Linked DNA regions of Anser cygnoides: region 2 is linked to region 1. The links are chromatin contacts, called in public Hi-C maps. All regions are on one chromosome and are shown on one strand. Each heading gives the region's core, a stretch centred on a gene start, on an enhancer-like site or on the middle of the called end of the contact. The rest is flanking DNA. Distances are from core to core; before and after follow the strand shown.

Region 1 (4,877 bases), core at 1,376-3,875:
TGGATATTAAGAGATCAAATATCACGCATATTACAGCAAAAGGGCATTCACCAGCACAGCGTGCTGCCACTGAGTTACAGTTGAGCCAGAAGGTCAATAGTTTTGGGCACACCATCAGGCTCTGACGAGCATTTTGGACCCAAATCGGACAGCTGAGGTAGTTACCATCCATCCCCAGATGCCTGCTCCACTCCTCATGGAGGCTGCAGTCCCTGAGACAGAGATGTTTAATCTGTTCAGGAATTAGTTTCCAAACTGCCACCGTTTTTGGCTCAGCCTAAAAATTCATATTTAGTGTCTCTAGAACTCTGACAGTCTTCTGGACTTGAGCACTCAATTATACGGCAGAGACCCTCCACTACAGTCAGACAAGCCTAAGCTTAGCCTGGAGATCATATAGGGCAGGGGGAAAAGGGGAAGGGAATGGGCCACAATTGGGAAATCCTCAACTGGAAAGTCATCCAAAATTCAGCGTAAGCCACAAGAATGCATGATTTCAAAAAAACATGAAGAAGTGAGTTATGTCTACAAAGCTATGAACCTGCCACAGATCGCATCACCCAGATACTACAGAGATATTTACCTCCAAAGTCTGCCTTACATGTTATTTATGCAGAGAAGTTGAGAACTTGAGTAGGTGAGTGTTACAGCCGAGCGTAACAAAGTGTTCACTTGGCAAGAAAAATCTGAATTGAAGGAAAACAAATTTAAACACACAAATTCATCCACTATTTTTTAATTTGGAAAAGTTTTACTTTTATTTTTTTTTGCCAAAGAGCTAAACATGTGAAACGCGTGCCTGAAAATATTTCAATGAAAAATTTCTTACAAATGTATTACTTCACATAGAAAGGTCTCCTCTTTACATGTTTTGTAATCACACCTTCCGACCAATTTTAACCTAATTGCTGTGACAGCATCTCCAATTTAACTTACCCCAACGTAAATATCACGTACTTCCTGTTCGGTCACTACATCTCACACTTCCCTCGCAAGAGACGGGCTGATCAACAATACCGTTTCAAAGTCCAGAGGTATGTGGCAGCACTGCGATGGCACCGATACCCCGCTCCGAGCCACAACTTAAAGCCCATGAAACATTCCCCATGGCACCGCAGAGAGAGGCGAGCTGCCTGACAGCAGCACTCTCGTGCCGGGCACAAAGCATCACAGGACACCAGGTACCCCTTTGAAATGGCTTCCAAGTGGTCGTTTGGACAAGAGGGGCAGGTTTTGTTTAATTTTTTCAGAAATACAGTGGTTTGTTTTTCTCAAAGAACTGTATTTTTTTTAAAAAGACAACTGACTTTTGAAGCTATCAAGTGGTTGCTTTGTGTTAAAAAATAGACTAATGGAGATTTACCTTAGTATACAAGAAGGTATTTGAAAATGAAGAACTTCAAAACTGACTTTTGAAGCTGTCAAGTGGCTGTTGTTTGCTAAATACAGATGAGCAGTTTTACACTAACATACGAGAAGATATTCTGAAGATGAAGAACTTAAAAGCTGACTTTTGAAGCTATGTGGGGGTGTTTTCTTTTTAAATACGGATAAATATAAGTTTAAAATAAACATACGAGGAGGTATTCTGAAAATGAGGAACCTAAAAGCTGACTTCTGAAGCTATCAAGTGGCTTTTTTTTTTTTTTAAACACAGATGGGTACAGCTTTACATTAACATACAAGAAGGTACTCTGAAAACGAAGAGCTTACTGATATACTCGGGAACACCTTTGCTACACGGCTTGTCCTTCTAACCAGCGTCCTGCCCGCCCCTCCGAGCGGCTCTGTGCTCTCCCCCAAGCAGACCCTGGAGGATGCCGCGCCGGGGCCCCCCCAGCCCAGCCGAGGCAGGCCTAGCACCGACCCGGGCCTTGCCGCGGCTCCTCCCGGCCTGGCGGGGCGGCCAAACTTCCCCAGCCGGCTCTGCCCGCTTCCCTCCCGGGGGCAGCGGCCGAGCCCCCCGGCCCGCTCCGTCCCCCCCGCCCCGAGCTCCGGGGCCACCCGCACCGCCCGGGCACGGTGGGCACCGGGCAGGGGGAGCCGCCGGCACAGCCCCCCCCCCCCCCGCCCCGGTCCCCTCCGGGGCCGGGACTCACCACGCATTTCTTGCCGAGGAAGCCGAAGAGGCTGTCGTTCTCCTGCGGGGTGAGCAGCAGGGAGCCCACGTTGGTGACCCGCCGCGGCTGCGGGGGCTGCTGCTGCGGGGCGCCGCTCATGGCCGGGGCCGGCCCGGCGGCGCTGCCCTCCCTCGCCGCCCTGCAACCGCTGGCGCTCTCGGCCCCTTCCTCCTCCTCCTCCTCCTCCTCGTCCTCGTCCAGCCGCCGCCTCACGGCAGCCGCATGGCGGAGCCTCCCGCTAGGGGCCGGGGGGACGGAGGGAGGGAGGGCGGCGGGCAGCCCGGCCGATGGCCGCCCGCCCCGGGCGCCGGGCTAAACTTCCAACTTCGGCCCGGCTCCGGCGGCCGCACGATCCAACATGGCAGCGGGGGCGGGCGAGACCACAGCAGGCGGAGGGGAGGCCGGCGAGAGACGGAGCGAGAGCGCCGCCGCCTTTTCCCTTCTTCCTTCCCTCCCTTTCCCTTCCGCTCCCGCCCCGTCGCGGCCTCGCCTCGCCAAGGGCCTCTCCCCGGCGCCCTCCCCCTAAATACCTGCCGGGAGGAGGAGGAGGAGGAGGAGGAAAGACGAGGAGAAGAGGAAGGAGCGGGCACAGCGCTTTTATAAGCGGGGCTTAGCGCCGCCGGTGCCGGGGTGGGGGCAGGCAGAGCGCGGCTGGAGCCCGGCACCGAGCTCCTGTCAGGTTTTTAAGTCAAAAGCCATTCAATGAGTAACTCCAGAACCCTTTTTTGACCTTTTCTCTTTGAAAGAAGAACGTTTCCTTGAATAATTTCACCGTGCAAATTACCGAGTGGATGGTGTTATTCTGCGTTGCGTAGGGTGGGCGGTTTATGCGGTGCAGAAGCAGTTCCCTCGGCACGGTCACCCAGGCAGGGAGCAGCGGGTGTCAGAGCCGGTACCCCGCCTGGCACAGCCTTCTACAGCTGGAGGTGAAATAACTAAAAATTGTAGCGGGTATTTTGAGCTCTCTGAGGGGCCAGCTGCAGAGGACACCTCCTATATACAGTCAGTACACTTTGTCAGCCGGATTTCCCATCCCCGATGCTTCTCTCCACATGACAGTAGCAGAGATGGAGGCCGAAGGCCTTTCGGAGCTTGGAGAGCCTTGGCACAGCTGCCGTATGCTCAGTCTGACTTCCAGCTGCACAGAAGAAATACTTGTGAAGACAAAGGTGAAAAAGAGATGGCTAGGTGAGCACCTTCCTAGTCTTCTCGGTGTTTTTAAGTGGCGTATATGTCAGCTTCACCTCCTCTGATCAATTCATTGCCCATCTGGAAGATGCTAAAGCAATTCCCCCGTGATGTTTTACTTTGTATTAAAGGGAAGAACCGATGAAGCACAGGAGGAAAGGAGCTAGGGGAGCGCAGGAGGAAAATCTGTGAACACAAATCTTACATGAAGCTGTGCTGAGTTCTCTTCCTATCTTCCAAAAGATTGGGCAAGAACAGATGGCGACCCCTTCTGCTCTGCTTACAGGCCCTTTTCACTGTACTTAAAAGAGCCTGTAGCTGTGTCCGAAAACATACGGAAGACAGAACATAGTGGGAAATCCTGAACTTTCAGCATAAAAAGAATTTAAAATACATGCGTACAGGACTCCTCAGTGTGCAGATCTCACAGAAGTGGCTTGGGTCTTTGCTATAAAGGAACAGCAAACAGTAGGAACCAGTTCTTTCAAAGTATTTTTCAGCAGTCATAGGTACTTCAGCTTTCATTCCTTTCTTGTGTAAGTATGTGCATATTTTAGTGGAAGGGGAAATATTTTAGCTAAAGAATATTGGCAGCATTCCGTTTGTTGAAAATGTATGTAAAGAGATAAAACACATGGAAGCACTTTACAAGGCACTTCTTTTTTCTTTCTTTCCTTTTTTCACAATTATTTTGCAGCCAGAGCCTGTTTCAAGGAAATTTCGTACGTGTCTTGGTGGTCATAGTGTAAATAGCTAAAAATATAATACACCTTTCACAGGTAAATGCTGGTACTTTCCTCACTTCTCTGGTTTGTTATGTTCATTGCTTTTTTTCCCCCACTCATTTCTGTTAACTTTTACTGTTTGTTCCTTACTGTATGGATCCTTCCATTCAAACAGTTCTGGGTGATACTTCTTGCTTCACACTGTTCCTCTCAGACCAGCTGGCTGGTAACTATTCTTAAGGGCCTTTTAACCTTCAGGCTCTATTGTTAAGATTTTGTATGCTTTTTTAATAGGGGTAGACAGGAAAGGGAAGAAAAAAGGGCTATTTTCAGATCTTGTGTTTCATTAATAATGCAAAAGCTGTTTCTGTTTTTGTATCATGGCAAAGCAGTGAGTCCTGAAGTGAAATGGAAATATCAGTATCTGCTGATGAGTACAAGGGTCCCAAAGAAAAATAGATTTTTGCCTTTGGTGTTTACATTTGCAGTAATTTCAGCTGAGCTGCCATTCCTGCATAAAACATCCAGTCTCGAGCAAAATTCTGCTAAGCAAAGCCACCAACCAGAGCTACCTGTCTGTATGTTGAAGAAATCACATTGTTCTTTCTGACCTCTCTTAGGGAAATTGCTGTCATTTTTTATCCTAAGCTTTCCTCTGAATGTCTGTAAGTACTGTAGTAGGAAGCTTCGAGCTGTGTTGTCCACTCCTGATGCCAATAAACTGTGGGAAGCTGCTATTCATTTGCATTTATTCTATTTATTTAAGATACCAGCTCATAAGGCCAAGGTACTGGAGTACATCATAAGTGACATTCTTATGTCAGTATAAGCACCTGTAATGATT
Region 2 (4,877 bases), core at 910-3,409, 49 kb before region 1:
TTCTGAAGCTTTTTCTCAGAAAACCTTACACAGCACCAATCCTGAAGTAGAAAGTATAAAATTCATACTGCTTGAATAACAAAACTCAGAAGAGACAATTAACATTCAGGGAGGGAAAAACACAAACAAAATAATGGCTTAAGAAGTTTGCTCCGAAAAGACCCTAAAAACTTTTCAGAGCACTAGCAAAACAGACTAACTGTGTTTGTCAGTACTAATAGATAGAACACAATAAATGCAAAATATCAAGATTCTCCATTGCAAGTACACATTAAGCTGTTTAAAGCTGGGCAATTCCACCAGGCATTACCCAAAACCACACTAGAATAAAAACTTGAATAACTGATATATCACTATTCTGGCTCATCTGAGCAGGTTGCTCTGCAAATACTGTAAAATCCAGCACAAAATAAAATTTATCAAAAAAAAAACTATTTATATTTCAATAGCAATGCAATGATTCTATTTCTCTCTTCAACACGTTCACCCTTTTAAACCAGTCATTTCAAACTCATGTTTTATTTCTTCAAGCAAAAAATAGATGTGCTGTAATAGTTTGTAGATATGAAGTCTCCCCTGTAACTGTGCAGACACACTCACGCTTTTGAACACCACCTTAGAGAACAGGGCTGGGCTGGTGTCACCCATAACCAATCTCAAACCTGCACAGCTTCTGTTCCAAAATTCACATTGCCCTGTCCCTTTTTTGCTCAGAAGAAAACTTCAAGCAGCAAACAAATACAGAGCAACAGGCGTCCTTACTGCTGTGCTAGAGGATAGCTCTGGCCCTTGAGAGAGGTTTAGTATCTTCTAAGCTTCCCTAACCCATTTACACTTTTCTATAAATAAAGCTGCTTATCACTGTCCTTGAGCTTCAGGAGCTTTAATTAGACCAGGAATTCCTCTAATGATTAGATAGAGGCTGTTGCAATGGATCAGTAAGTCTTATAAACAAAAGAACATCTCCTTTTTCCTCTTTACATACATCTTACTTGGGAAAGTAACCACCGACAAATAAAAAAAAAAGAAAGAAAAAGCTCTTTTCAAACATATTTTTTAAGCTTCTGTTCATGGAGCAGAGAGAACTTCATATTAATCAGCACACCCTCTAAGCAACAATTTCAACTTTGCCTTCCACTTACGGCCTACACATCAGAGCAGTAATAAGCTTCAGAAGAAAGTACACACTAGATAAAAATTCAAAATGCCAGACTCTTCGTGTGCTTTAGAGGAAACCAGGCTGAAGCGTCCCAAGCCCAAGCACTGCAGCATACAAGACAAGGATCTACATCTGTAAAAACCTCCTAAGTCGCAGCATTCATTGCGAAGAGTTAACTCGTTAGTATTCATTCTGGATTAACGAAGCCTTGTTTGTTTGACCTTGAAATGTTGCCGTATTATTGCACTTGCCTGCAGCAGTAGCTGTTTCCAGAGAAGCTGCTGAGCAGCTGTCAGATGTGCCAGGAGCACGGGGTGTCACATTCTTACTCATTGTGTTTATTCACTAGCACAATCCAACTTTCCAGACATCAAAACTGCTGTGATTTGACAGTCGCTATTTACTGCTTTGTGAACTTGGCTAGGCAACCAAAACGACTTTTGAAGCGTGTAAGCAAGATGTACATCTATTTTAAAAGCTGCGCCACAATTAGCACTTAAAAACCACACAGTTTTACACTAGTTGGGTCAAATTAATTTTATTATGCTCCATGATGAATTGCCACCAGTGCAACATCCTATTCACTGTACATTTCAAAAATTCACATACTAAAAATTTCAGTTTGATAAATGGAAAACTGAATGATTGAGAAGTTCTTACGGATTTCATACGTACAAGTGGCTAGCTGATATTGTCTATGCACATAGAGTGTTGAAATACAAAAGCCTCATGCTAGTTTGTTAATTGCTAAGGCTATCTGGACAGTCATTTAACCAGAATATACGAGAGGCCTTCATTACAATGTTTAGCAACAATGCACCATTATCATGAAATGCTATCTTCTGCTCGTAGTGCAAGTGGCGGAGTGCTGAAGCATGCAGTTATGACTAACTTAACTGCCGTTGCAGTCTTTATGCCCGAAATTTGTCATGTACATACACTATTTTAAAGTAAATATTAACCTGGACACCACAGAATATGAGTGTATTTTCTGCATGAAGTAAAAGGAAACGAAAAACCAGAAGCTTTCTTTGGCCAGTATCTACAAATTAAAGTTTTACTCAATAACGTAACTTCAGAGCTCTCAAAACCTGGAACAGAAATTTGATTAATGAACTGTGATGCTTAATTATTAACTATATTACAGAAACTCCAACTCTGGGAACATAACAGCTAAACATATCTAGTAAGTAGCATGTTAGGAAAACCTCTAGGCCTCATCTGCTTAATTTCAAAATGCCCTATATGCAATAAAAAAGAGGGAGCAGTACCAGAACTTATATGAAAGTCATACAAATATTTTCCTTCTACACGAGTTCTTAACTCCGCTGCCATTAGCTACCCCTGGCTGCACTTGCACTTGATCCAATGCTCAAGCCATTACAGCAGCAAAGCTCGTAGGAAGTGTTTCCAGCAGCAGAGTGCAATAAGAGTTACCGCAAGGAAATTACATCACTTGGAAATAGTTTTTCCTAGTGTTATGTGCTTAAATTACTCTCGGAAGGAAGTAGCATCCTCTGAAAAATTTAACTACAACCTTACCCCTCCCACTACTTTTCAGCAACTTTCCTTTCTTCTCACATAACTAAATTAATTTGCTAAAGACTAGGTTATAACTGGGTTAGAAATCCAAGCCGTATCATGCAGGTCCAGCCTGTCAAGATCAGGTCATCGCTGGGTTTCAGTCGATACAATTCCGATAACTTAAATTGAGTTTGATACCTTGACTACAGTCCATGGCCCAGGACACTATGCATTAACTATGCTCCAAATATGACTGACTTAACTAAACATTCTGTGTCAGATAGCGTTTTTAGAAAGATTTTCTACCTGAAAATTACAGTAAGTACAGTAATTTATGCTGCAGATATTAAATACCTGCACAGCACAGATTAGTATTTTGTAATAGGCAGATATGCCAAGGTTTACTGCACTATAAAGTACAACATATAAACGTGTGAGCTGTGAAATGAGAATTCCATTTTCTGTCCACTTATTCAAAGAGTACTCTTGTGAATAGGGTTCTTGATCTTCATCACAACCCTTGGTCTTAAAGCCAACGTATGAGAACAGAATATTGCCATAAAGTTCAGTATGTAGTCAAACTGTACATTGTGAGTTAATGGCTTTCCAACTTTTTGGATGTAGGATTGGTGCTTTAGCATTTGTTATGTACCATAACGCAAAGACTGCAAAGTAATCCCACTTATGTTTACTTTATTAGTACACCAATGCCCTACAAATTTTAAAAAAAAAGTAATTAAACATTATTGAAGCAAGCATTAAACGCAGCCCTTCAGCCTGAAAACCACATAAAAATGATTTAAAAAATAAATCAAACTGTAGCAATTGCCAGTCTCCAGTATAGCCCCCAGTAATTTACATTTCTTCATTCTGAAAGACAAGAGTTGGAAAAAAATAGGACTGAACTGGTCTGCATCAAATATGCCTTTATCACTTACAACGTAAAGCCACCCTGTTTGACCTCAGATAGAGAGTTCCCTAATTATAGTATTCAATTACTACTGCCGTTCGATAGCAGTCAGTATTGCTACAGTTAGGGCAAGGTAATCTTCACAACTAGCTGTGCATTTCCGTTGTGATTTTGTTTTACGTAAAGCATACTGCTAAGATTTGAACTGCAATGTTGTGATGTATTTGAAACCATGCAATAGTATAAACCAGCCTCAACATTCATGTAGCACTGCATTTGAAATGAAGGGGCTAAATAAACTAAGAGCTGCATCACTTAAAGAACATAGTGCTATACTAGGTTTTAATAAGAAAATTTAGATACAGAAAAAGTAGGGTATGAAAATAGTGTTTTCCTTCTTGCATTATAACTAAATTACATTAAGGTTTTCGTCAGTCTCACATATTACATTTAAACTCCCTTACTGATGGAATGGAAAGTATTCACATGTACATGATCATCCAGGTGTAAACTTGCACACATTAACAGGGAGTAGCTTTGTAGAGGATTATGACAAACCTTTACAGATTAAATGAGGTATTGCACAGATTAATAAAAAAGCAAAAGGCAACAAAAATATACAGCAAATTGGTAGAACATTTACATGATAATTTTACAGAATCCATAGACAGAAAGTAGTGTTTAGTATATCATTCACCTTAAAAAATATATATATATAATATAATATATGATCAATCATCCCATTCGTCGTCATCTTCAAAGTCTTCTTCATCATCTTCATCCTCATCTTCATCTAAAAAACAGGAAAAGCAAGTCATTGCATGCACCAAATTAATATGACAGAAGTGCTACCAATTTCGCCCACAACATTCTGAAAAAGAACAATCAGTTGAAGGTCAGGACAAGACACCTGGTAATATTATATTTTAAGATTGCTAGACGTGATGTTCAGTTTAGATTGATACTGGTTGAAAATTACGTTTCCTTTCTCATTCCCTTCCCCAGGTAGGAAATTTTTATCTTGTTTTCTGCTGAAAGAAATAATCAAATTCTCATGTCATACTTACTATTACTCTTTTTTAGAGAATGTGAGATGTGAGAAAGGCCAGCTTGTTCCGGATTGAATTTTAAACTTAAGATAGATTAATTTCTAAAACATAAGAACTGTTTCCCCATGTTTATTCTCTAACAGGATTTCGGTTTACTGTACAAGCAGATAAAAAATATTTTTGTGAGCTAAAGACTGTTGTGGTTACTGGAATATTCTGGACTGCACAGTGCACA

What was found. Hi-C and Micro-C count contacts between places; a contact is called where the count stands out from the background.
Region 2: a Hi-C map of liver shows a contact between it and region 1, with 2.9 times the contacts expected there. The contact joins the enhancer-like site here to the promoter of WASL in region 1. A contact is called at or near these places in 3 of 7 Hi-C or Micro-C datasets (all in liver).

The regions. Positions count from the first base shown.
Region 1 is chr1:24,098,646-24,103,522 of Taihu_goose_T2T_genome, reverse strand. WASL (WASP like actin nucleation promoting factor) reads right to left here and starts at 2,625. Exons shown (of 12, transcript XM_066990609.1): 1 at 2,100-2,625. The coding sequence starts at 2,219.
Region 2 is chr1:24,147,168-24,152,044 of Taihu_goose_T2T_genome, reverse strand. WASL (WASP like actin nucleation promoting factor) reads right to left here. Exons shown (of 12, transcript XM_066990609.1): 12 at 1,682-4,386. The coding sequence ends at 4,325. Among named protein-coding and RNA genes, the nearest start is that of LMOD2, 26 kb to the left of the region's middle. Within about 2 kb of position 2,159, at least 1 of the 3 cell types and tissues checked has open chromatin away from gene starts, as enhancers often do. A contact at or near this core is called in liver, where this site is marked.